Regions from separate parts of the Sus scrofa genome. Here region 2 is linked to region 1. A link is a contact called in public Hi-C data. All regions are on one chromosome and are shown on one strand. The core of a region is the stretch at or near the end of the contact, and the rest is flanking DNA. Distances in the headings are between cores, read along the strand shown.

Region 1 (6,084 bases), core at 2,486-4,985:
ATATCCACATCCAATCACATTTTGGTATACATACATAATAAAGACACATCTTCCAGATTGGAAGATTACACTATAAACTGGTAGTTGGAAGATTACACTATAAACTGATCATTGTATTTGCCCCTAAGGAGAGAAGTTAAGGAACTTCCATACCCCTGTATGTTCTCTTATTTTCTGCTTTTTTTAGGGCCGCACCTGTGGCATATGGAGGTTCCCAGGCCAAGGGTTGAATCAGAGCTACAGCTGCTGGCCTACACCACAGCTACAGCAACAAGGGGTCTGATCCGAGTCTGTGATCTACACCATAGCTCATGCAACTCTGGATCCCCAACCCCTGAGCGAGGCCAGGGATCGAACCCACATCCTCATGGATACTAGTCAGATTTATTTCTACTTACCCCTGCATATTCTTTTGTATCATTTACATTTTTGTAATCATGTACATGTGTTATTTTCAAATAAAGAGAGAAGCACGTGAAAGGGCCTGGCACACGGTAGGTGCTTTAATGATATTTGTGGATGTCTGGTGAAACTTGTTCATTAAGACCTCCTTTGGAGTTCCCTTCGTGGCTCAGGGGTTAACGAACCCGACTAGGGTCCATGAGGATTTGGGTTTGATCCCTGACCTTGCTCAGTGGGTTAAGGATCCGGCATTGCTGTGAGCTGTGGTGTAGTTTATAGAAGCAGTCTGGATCCAGTGTTACTATGGCTGTGGTGTAGTCTGGTGGCTACAGCTTTGATTGGACCCCTAGCCTGGGAACCTCCATATGCCATGAAAAGCAAAAAAAAAAGTAAAAAAAAGATCTCCTTTTACCTAGAATGTCCCAAGTATATTTAAATTTTTTCTGTAGGAGTTCCCATTGTGGCACAGTAGGTTGGGAACCTGACTGCAGTGGATGGGGTTGCTGTGGAGGCACATGTTCAATCCCTGGCCTGGCCTAGTAGATTGGGGATCTGACATTGCTACAGTTGCAGCTTGGATTCGATCCCTGGCCTGAGAGTTTCCATATGCTGTGAGTATTACCAAAAATATAAATAAAATAAAATAAAATAAAATTTTTCTTAAAAAAAAAGCCACAGCAAAATGTGACATGTAGTATCATATTAAGTTTTGACAATGTTTGGTGGATTGTGGGTCATAGATATTCATTTTTTGTTTTTTTTTTAAGGGCCACACCCTCGGTATATGGATGATCCCAGGCTAGGGGGTGTATTGGAGCTGTAGCCACCAGCCTACAATGTGGGATCCGAGTCATATCTGTGACCTACACCACAGCTCACGGCAACGCTAGATCCTTAACCCACTGAGCAAGGCCAGGGATCGAACATGCATCCTCAGGGTTTCTAGACGGATTCGTTTCTGCTGCACCACGACGGGAACTCCATGTTCTGTTTCTTAAAGCTCGATTTGTGGAAACTCATCAAGCTGTGCACTACTGATCTGTCAAACTCATGTGACTCTACGTTACAGTTCAATAAAAAGTTTGCTGAAAAAGCCCCTTCCCTGTTAAATCGAAAATTTTCAAAATGACTTAGCCAAGGATTAGTAAAAAATAAAGAGTTTGGATATGATTTTTTCCTTTGCAAATGATCAGGGTCTTGGGAGTAACGAGAAATCACTCTAAAATCAGTCATTTTAACTTAAGTCTGAATTTGCATTTCTTCATCTTCAGTGACAATGATCTGCAAATCACTCAACCTCCTTTACCCTTTACTCAAGCTCCCCTGGCAATTTCAGGGCATTTCTTTCTGTTTTGGGAGATAATGAGGTTAATGTCAGCCTCAAGTGGATCTGTGGCGAGAAAGGGAAGGAGAGACGAGAGAAAGAGAGACAGAGAGGAAAAGCAGGGAAGACGGAAGAGAGGGATGACAGTCCAGGATGTGCGGAAAGGCCCTGCCACGTTCTAACCCCAATATACCAGCTGCTGAATGTGCCCTGAATTTTTCTGTCTCTAGGATTTTGTTCATACTGTTTCCTCTACCTACATAAAACGGCCTCCTTCTTTGCCCAGTCTCTTTAAGTCCTACTTTTCTTTTAGAGGAGCGTGGTACCTCCAATGCTCAACATTATGAGACAAGTGCTGAATGAATGAAACTACCTTTAAAAATGTAAAACAAGATGTTCCTGTCATAGCTCAGCGGTAACGAACCCGCTTAGGATCCATGAGGATTCAGGTTGGATCCATGAGGATTCCAGTTTGATCCCTGGCCTTGCATGGTGGGTTAAGGATCTGATGTTGTTGTGAGCTGTGGTGTAGGTCGCAGACATGGCTTGGATCCCGATGTGCTGTGGCTGTAATGTATGCTGGCAGCTCCAGCTCCGATTCGACCCCCAACCTGGGAACCTCCATATAATGCAGGTGCAGCGGTAAAAAAATTAATAAAGAAATAAAAATGTGGAGTTCCCATCATGGCTCAGTGGTTAATGAATCTGACTAGGAACCATAAGGTTGTGGGTTTGATCCCTGGCCTTGCTCAGTGGGTTAAGGATCTGGCATTGCCATGAGCTGTGGTGTAGGTCTCAGACGCAGCTTGGATCTGGCGTTGCTGTGGGTCTGGTGTAGGCCGGCAACTAAATCTCTGATTGGACCCCTAGCTTGGGATCCTCCATATGCCTTGGGAGCAGCCCTAGAAAAGGCAAAAAAGCAAAAAGGCAAAAAGGCAAAAAAAAAAAAAAAAAGAAAGAAAGAAAGAAAAATGTAAAACAGTCCCAGCTCAATAAAACTGCTTGATAGCTTCTCCAACTCACCTGGATTTAAATCCATAGGCCTCCAAGTATCTTCATGATCTAGAGTTATCTACTTCTATACTGTTAATACATTGCTCTCTTTGCTGATAGTACACTGGTCTTCTCCTTATTCCTAGAACCTAGGAGTTTCCTTGTGAAATCAGCTACTTTTTCTGTTTTGTTTGCTGCTGTGTCCAGTGCCTAGAACATTTCTGGTTCATAACAAATGCTCAGTAAATAAGCATTTGTGGAATAATGAATGATACTAGCTTTATATTTATTATATGCTTATATTGTACAAGGCGCTGTTCTAAACGCTTCACATATACTAAGTCACTTAATTTTCATAATATTCTACGAAGTAGGTCCTATTATGGTCCTTATCTGGGGAGACTGAATCATACAGAGATTAGGAAATCTGCCTAAGTGTCACACACTAGTAAGTGTTGGAGATGGGATTTGTTTTTTTGTTTTGGTTTTTTTTTTTAGGGCCACACCCACGGCATATGGAGGTTTCCAGGCTAGCAGTCAAATCGGAGCCACAGCTTCTGGCCTATACCGCAGCCACAGCGACATCAGATCCGAGCCGCGTCTGCCACCTACACCACAGCTCACGGCAACGCCGGATCCTTAACCCACTGAGCAAGGCCAGGGATCGAACCCGCAACCTCATGGATGCTAGGCGGATTCATTTCCGCTGCGCCACAACAGGGAACTCCAGAGATGGGATTTGAATACAAAGTCAGATTCAAAGTTTGCTCGAAGCCTAGCTCCAAAACCTTGTAACTTATCAGCATCGCGTGGACGTTAAAAAAGGAAAATCCTGGTCCTGAGATTCTTACTCCACGGGTCAGAGGTATGGTTGGCATCTGTGAGCAATAAAACCCGACAGCAAAGCGGGTCCCATGGGAGAATCTCTAGGTGGCGTCCTCCCCGCCAAGGTTACATCAGGCCGAATCCCGCCCCTTGCGTGGCGCGAGGGCATCTGGGAGTTGTAGTCAAACAGTACAGTTCGTCGGCGTCCCCCGGAAGTGACGCAAGGGTCCCGCCTTCTCCTCTGCGCGTTTCCGCGGTCCCGGCTCCGCGGTGTGACTCGCGAGCTCAGCTGGTAACTATTTCTTGGGCCTCGTGCTTGGAGGAGCGAAACCTCAGTCGGGGTGCGTGCGGGGACGGTGTGGGTCGGGGTCGGGGAGTGGCGGCCCGGGCCCGTTGTTGTGGCCCGTGACTTTCGGGCTTTTCCGTAGGTCCAGCCGCGTCCGCCGCAGCTGCTCAGCGCCGTCGCCATGTCGCGGTTTTTTACCACCGGTTCGGACAGCGAGTCCGAGTCGTCCCTGTCCGGGGAGGAGCTTGTCACCAAACCTGTTGGGGGTAACTACGGCAAACAGTGAGTAGGGGCCTGCGGCATGGGGACCACTCGGGGGGGGGGTGCGGCAGGCTATGGAAGGCCGTGTATGTGGGAGGGGAATGGAGGTGGTGGCGGTGAGAGCGGGTACCAAGGATGTTCAGAGTTTAAGAGACTGGAGCAGTGTTGGAGGGACAACCTTAACGGCTTAGGGTGCTGTGAATTGTGGGAATCCACCCACCGGGCAAAGGATAGAGTCTTGGAGGAGAGGTTTTCCCACTGGTTGGGTCTGTTGCATTTAGCAAGAAACCTCAGATATTAAGAATTCTTTGATGTGGCTCTTAAGTTTTTAAATATCTGTTAGTAGTTCCCTGTTGTTTACCTCCACCTACATACCCTTCTCCCATCTCTGCAAACTACTTTTTTTCTCCTTTTGGAACAGTAGAATGTTGTTTCTCAAACTTGTGTCATACATATGCCACCTTCAGTTTTTTTTGTTTTTTTGTTTTTTTTGGCACATACCTGTGATTAAGAATGTATATTCCTATCACTTCATTTTTATTTATTTTATTTATTTTTTATTTTTTTGTCTTTTGTCCTTTTAGGGCCGCACCCGAGGCATATGGAGGTACCCAGGCTAGGGGTCTAATCGGAGCTGTAGCTGCAGGCCTACGCCAGAGTCACAGCAATGCCAGATCCAAGCCGCATCTTCAACCTACACCACAGCTCACGACAACGCCGGATCCTTAAGCCACTGAGCAAGGCCAGGGATCAAACCCGCAACCTCATGGTTCCTAGTCGGATTTGTTTCCACTGGACCACAATGGGAATTCCTATTCCTACCACTTCAAAGTCTTGTTTCAGCATAAAACTCACTTTTTAAAAAGAAAAAAAAGGATACACACACGTACCATGTGAATATGATTTCATGTCTTAAGTGGAAAAACCAACCTCACTTGCTACAAAATTGGAAGTAATTGGAAAGTTACTAAGACGGACAAAAAAAGATATTGTTGCCAGTTGAATGCTGTCTGTGGTCTGATGTTTATTTATTAAGGAAAAATACTAGCAATGGAGGTGTTAAAGCCATTGAGACTCTTTTCTTACTCTTGGGTGTTCACAGTCTGGGAAATACTGCTTCCTAGGACTTAGTTCAGATATCACTTTCCTTTCCCTTCATTGTAGCTAAAGGACCCTTTTCCTCACCTTCTTTTAGTAGTTTTTAGTGGTTTGTGTCTTTACATGGTTAATTTTCTGACATAGTAAATACCTCTGCTTGTGTGAGAGGCTGGAAATGGTCATTTTGTATGCATTACAACAGCTGACAAAAGGCCTTACTTGAAGTGTGCTTTAAAGATTGAGTTAGTTCCGGAGTTCCCGTGATGGCTCAGCCGTTAATGAATCTGACTAGCATCCATGAGGACACAGGTTCGATCCCTGGCCTTGCTCATGGGTTAAGGATCTGGCATTGCCATGAGCTGTCTCGGATCCTGCTTTGCTATGGCTCTGGTGTAGACCAGCAGCTGCAGCTCCAATTGGACCCCTAGCCTGGGAACGTCCATATGCCACGGGCACATTCCTAAAAAGCAAAAAAAAAGATTAAGTTAGTTCCCTACAATGAAGCTACGAAGAGGAAGAATAAAACAAGGTGAGTGTGGTTGGAATGGGCCTGAGTGATTCACTTTTACCTGCCCCATCCAAGAAGAGTAACAGAAATCATTTGGTCTTTGTTTTTTTTTGGTCTTTTCTAGGGCCACACCTGCGGCATATGGGGATTCCCAGGCTAGGGTTCTAATCAGAGCTATAGCCACTGGCCTACGCCAGAGCCACAGCAACGTGGGATCCGAGCCGGGTCTCCGACCTACACCACAGCTCATGGCAACACCAGATCCTTAACTCACTGAGCAAGGCCAGGGATCTAACCCTCAACCTCATGGTTCCTAGTTGGATTCGTTAATCACTGTGCCATGATAGAAACTCCTTTTTTTTTTTTTTTTTTTTTTTTTGGAGTAGA
Region 2 (5,431 bases), core at 1,251-3,750, 38 kb after region 1:
CAGGCTCCAAGGGAAAGGGAAGCCATACAAAAAACAAACAAATAAAAAAAAAAACAGAAAACATGGAGTTCCTGACGTGGCTCAGCAGTAACAAACCCAACTAGTATCCATGAGGACACAGGTTTGATCCCTAGCTTTGATCAGTGGGTTAAGGAGCCAGAATTGCTGTGAGCTGTGGTGTAATTTGCAGATGTGACTTGAATTCTGAGTTGCTGTGGCTATGGTATAGGCCAGCAGCTGCAGCTCTGATTCAACCCCTAGCCTGGGAACCTCCATGTGCCATGGGTGTGGCCCTAAAAAGACTTAAAAAGAAAAAAAAAAAAAAAAAAACCCAGAAATAAACTATCACAGTGCTCTGGGAGCCCGAAGTAGGAAGTCAATAACAAGAAGTTCCAAAGGCCTGACACCTGAGCTTGAACAATGAGGATTAAGTGAAGAAATAGCACGTATAAAGGCAGAGTTGAATAAAGTCAAGGTATGTTGTATAAATGAGAGTTTAACGAGGCTGAAACTTAGCAGAGTTTGGGAGCAGGATGAGGTGGGCGAGACAGAAGTGCCCATAATGAGGCCAGCTGGAGAGGTGGCATAGCATCAGGTGGTATAGGTCATGTCAGGAAAAAACTGGACTGTGTTATTTAGTTAAGTCTTTTTAGGGTCGCACCCACAGCATATGGAGGTTCCCAGGCTAGGGGTCCAATTGGAGCTTAGCCTCTGGCCTACACCACAGCCACAGCAACGCCAGATCCCAGCTATATCTGTGACCTACACCACAGCTTATGGCAATGCGGATCCTTAACCCACTGAGCGAGGCCAGGGATCAAACCTTTGTCCTCATGGATGCTAGCCAGATTCGTTTCTGCTGAGCCAAGACAGGAACTCCTGGACTGTGTTATTTAGACATCCAGGAGACATAGTCCTGGATCCATTCACCTCACAGGTATTTAATTGACTGCCTGCATGGTGCTAGGTCTTGCAGAAGGAGCTGTGAATAAGAGCAAGATTCCAATTGTTAGGAGCTGACACCAGCAGGAAGACAGAATGAAAACCACTCATAGAATGAAGCTGGGAAAATTGCTGGGCAAACACACAGGAAGGGAACCTAACACTCTCAAAGCTAGGAGTCAGGCGGGATGAAGGAACACTACCCAAGAGCAAGGCAGACTTTGAGTGAAGTGTGTGCCTGTTTAGGGGAGAAATGAAAGCTGCAAGAGTCCCAATGCTGATGTCTGGAGTGAAGAGAGAGAAAGACACTGGAAGTTTATCTGGGATTGAAACCACAGACTCATCACTCCTCCACTCTATTTTCCACACTGCAAAGGGTAATCTTTTAAAAATTGAACCGGTTCTATCCCCGGCCCAGTACAGTGGATTAAGGATATGGCGTTGCCTCAGCTGTGGCGTAGGCTGCAGCTGTGGCTAGGATTTGATCCCATATGCTGCAGGTGTGGCCGTTAAAAAAAAAATAAAGTTCATTAAAAAAATGTAAATCTGGGAGTTCTTGTGATTCAACAGGTTAAAAATCCAACTAGTGGGAGTTCCCATCTTGGCTCAGCAGTTAACAAACCCGACTAGTATCCATGAGGATGCTGGTTCAATCCCCGGCCTCACTCAGTGGGTTAGAGAACTTGGCATTGCTGCAAGCAGTGTTGTAGCTCACAGATGTGGCTCTGGCCTGGTGTTGCTGTGGCCACTGCTTTGAGGATTATGCTCATGTCTCCTTAATATCTGGTCCCACGTTACTTAATTTTCCAGTTTCCTTTTTCAACCTCCTCCCTCTTTAATTTCATACTCCAGACATGCTGAAGTTTTCCTAACTTGTCACATCCTATGCCCCCTGCCTAGAAACCCATCACCCAGTGCTGAATTAGATGTCATTCCTATCTACTCTTAGTGCCCCGTGCTTCACCTAAGAGATCTAATTGTCTGAATCTACCACTAGTTTAAACTCCTTGACAAGGGCAGGAAGTAATTTCATTACAGTTATATCGAAAACACCTAGCCTAATGTCCTAATGACCAACTAATTTGAATGAATGAAGGCTACCTTCCTTGTCGAGTGGGGTGGAGGATTTTGAACTAGACTCTAGGAACTTTGGCCTTCAGACAGTCTCTTTGCTGCTAGTTTAAGAGTCCCGTTCCAGGGCGTGGAGAAATTACTATATTGAAAACCATATAATATAATTTAGAATTAGGCAGATATTTATCTCCAAACTGCTATCTTTAACGCCTATCAGGCTTTTATGTAAATCAGATAAGCTCCGAGAGTAGCTCCCCACGAAACTACCACCAGCTTCAGCGAAGTCCCGGGTCTACTCTCGGGATTTTTTTTTTTTTGCACTCAAGACTCCGCCCACAGGCCCCCGAATGGCGGAAGAACTGCACGCTACGTCGTGACTTCTCACAAGACTGCGGAGGCATCCCGACGCTACGCCGGCGGCGTAGGCGGGGCGGCCGGCTCTTCCTTCCTCTCTGCTGCTTCGGCTCCTCCCCCAGCGCTTCACACGCTCATTGTGAAGCGACAGCGGCCGGCAGTCTTCTGGGCTGCTTGAGATCTAGAGACCCTAAATCCTTGGCGCGCGTGAGCGCCCGCGCTGCTCCTCTCCCACTCCAAAGGCTAGAGGCGCGAGATTCACCTTTCTTTATTCCCTCCTCTGTCGCCCGGAGCTAACCGCCCCGGTGCGCTCGGACATCTCGCGCCGACGCTCCCTCCTCCCCGCCCCTCCCCCTTCGGGAGCTCCCGCCCGGGCGCTCCTCCCCCTCCCTTTTCCCCGGCGACGCGCACGCGCGCCAAGCCGGCTCGCGCCCTCTCGCTTTCCTCCGGCCCGCGAGACCCCCTCCCCTTCCGCCTCGCGGCGCTTCCTCGCGCCGCGGTCTTCTCTATCCACCCCCGACACCGCGGGGCTCGCCCCCGCCCGCCAACGGCGGGTCCCCAGCTTCCCAGTCCACCTCGCTTCCCGCGCTCTCCGGCGGGGCCCCAGCCCCGGCCTCCTCTCTCCCTCCCTTCCCCCTAATTCCCTTTCCGGACGCTGCCATCATGTTGAAGCCTCAGCCGCCACAACAGACCTCCCAGCCCCAGCAGCCGCCCCCCACGCAACAGGCCGTGGCCCGACGGCCTCCTGGGGGCACCAGCCCTCCCAACGGCGGCCTCCCGGGGCCCCTGGCCTCCACCTCGGCTCCCCCAGGGCCTCCCGCGGCCGCTTCCCCCTGCCTAGGGCCTGCAGCCGCTGCCGGGAGCGGACTCCGCCGGGGAACCGAGGGCATCTTGGCGCCACAGCCGCCGCCGCCGCAGCAGCAACATCAGGAGAGGCCAGGGGCAGCGGCCATCGGCAGCGCCAGGTGAGAACGTGTGGGTTTCCGGGCGCCGGAGCCAAGGTGGCCGAGACCTGTACACCGCGCGAGGCAGACCTCTAGCCTCTGGCCACCTTTGAGGGACGCCAGGGGGAGTGGGGAAATCCCGTGGAGCTGGGGGTGGGCCCTTCAGGTTCTAACAGGTCGGAGGAAAGCCTCCGCGGCTAGCCACCGGGACATTGAGGGTGCGCGCTCAGCTCTGAGCGACCAGTCACTGCTCGGGGCTTGGGCCTTAAGGGCAGGCAGGGCGCATCCCGCCAGCGGCGTCGGAACGAGTTGGGGGGGTGAAGAGGTGATAGGGGTCCCCGGCTCCATTACCACGAAGGGTCTCGCGGTCCGGAGCTTCAGCCAATGGGGAGTCAGCTGCGGGAAGGGGTCCCTGGCCGTAGCCAATGGAGGGGGGCGCGCGGCCCACAGTTTGGCCAATGGGGAGGGAGGGACTTGGGAGCGAGTTGCTACCTCCCCCTTCCCAGTCCGGCCAGTAGGAATGGAGCAGAGTGGGCGGGGGGGACGGAAGGAGGGACAAAACTGGGAGGACTGCGGGCCGGGAACCTCCAGCGCGCGCGCGCGCGCTTCCCGTACGTGCGCGCGGATGCTCAGTCTTATGACCCGGCCATTCTCGAGCCCCGGGTAACATAGAGGGCAGCTGCCGGGAGTGTGCTTGGACGGGTTCGCCGGGTGTTCTTGGATGAGTGGTGGACACCCCACTGTGTTTCTTCTGTTTGTGGGTTTATAGAATTGAGAGTGGAGGTACACGCAGGCGCAGTGGGTTGTGATCGCGGGAGGGGGGATTTTGAAGAGGCCCTAGGGCTTTAGTGCGCAGGCGCAGACCGGGCGAGGCCTCCCGGTGGAGAGCTTTTGCGGCTGCGCTGTCCCCCAGCCCCGCCAACGGCCCCCTGATCGTCCTCTTCAACCGACGGTTACATCAGCCAGCGAGGAGCAGGGTTACCAGGCGATTGGTGACCCCTTCCAGAGTGGGTAATAGGCTGAATGAGTAAAGAGATCGAGAGGGTGGATTGTAGAGGGAGTACCCCTCCTGCCAGGGTTTAGGGCGCAAGGCTACGGGAAATGATGGTCTTTTCTGTTGGGGAGGTAATAAATGCATGCCTGATCTAGGTACTCACTCTGTGAGCTTCTATCTTTACATCTGGGGTGGGCTGTTAGTTATCAAATATTATAGCATTTGTCTGTTGGAAGCATGCAGCCCTGGCCCTCTTGGAGAAAGTGAAAAGGTTGTGTTGAATTGGCTTTTGACAACCCTTGATGACTGAGGTCTGTTTTGCTGGCAATTGGAGGAAATGGCTTTTAATGTCCTTCTTGCTCTGAAGGTGAGATCTTGAAAGTAGTGTTGATTAATTGGTTTGTAGCCTAAGTGATTATCTTTACATGATATATGGTTCTAACATACCAGGTCCTTTGAAATCAATGGTACAAAAAGGATTGAGCATGAAATAACTAGCTCCTTGTTTCCTTTTCTTATAGAGGACAAAGCACAGGAAAGGGACCCCCACAGTCACCGGTGAGTGCCTTCTCCCCCTCACCCAAGGCACAGAGACCTAAAAGATGCACGGATGGGGATGTAGGGCAGATAAGGTGCAACAATAGTCAGATTGGTTGGGAATAGCAGGGGGCCCAGCACATATAAGGTGGATATTAGTGGACTGTGGGCATTTAGAAGGAAGGTGAGATGTTGACTGGCTGTTCCTTTATTTGTCTCTCCTTTGTTACTGACAGGTGTTTGAGGGTGTCTACAACAATTCCAGAATGCTGCATTTCCTTACAGCTGTTGTGGTAAGTGGGTACCTAAACTCTTAGGAATGTAATGCATCCGTTTGCTGGAGGCACTCGTCCTTATTTTCCCGCTCTTTCAGGGCTCTACTTGTGATGTAAAGGTGAAGAATGGTACCACCTATGAAGGTATCTTCAAGACACTGAGCTCAAAGGTCAGTGTACTCAAACTGGCTTATTTTTGGAGAGCACGCCAATGCTAACCACTAGACCACCTGGGAGTGTTGAGTTAGTTTCTTTTTAGAGTTGGCATGGGAGGAAGTGGAGGAGAGTGAAATAGGCTCATTGAAGATGTA

Evidence for each region. Hi-C and Micro-C count contacts between places; a contact is called where the count stands out from the background.
Region 2: a Hi-C map of embryonic fibroblasts shows a contact between it and region 1, with 2.0 times the contacts expected there. The contact joins the promoter of ATXN2L here to the promoter of LOC110260088 in region 1. A contact is called at or near these places in 3 of 47 Hi-C or Micro-C datasets (embryonic fibroblasts and epiblast stem cells) and 2 of 2 datasets of contacts at active chromatin or transcription factors (alveolar macrophages and skeletal muscle).

Annotation. Positions count from the first base shown.
Region 1 is chr3:18,463,990-18,470,073 of Sscrofa11.1, forward strand. LOC110260088 (eukaryotic translation initiation factor 3 subunit C) reads left to right here and starts at 3,736. Exons shown (of 21, transcript XM_021088039.1): 1 at 3,736-3,885; 2 at 3,973-4,112. The coding sequence starts at 4,012.
Region 2 is chr3:18,503,592-18,509,022 of Sscrofa11.1, forward strand. ATXN2L (ataxin-2-like protein) reads left to right here and starts at 2,501. Exons shown (of 21, transcript XM_021088041.1): 1 at 2,501-3,335; 2 at 4,830-4,866; 3 at 5,082-5,138; 4 at 5,219-5,290. The coding sequence starts at 3,034.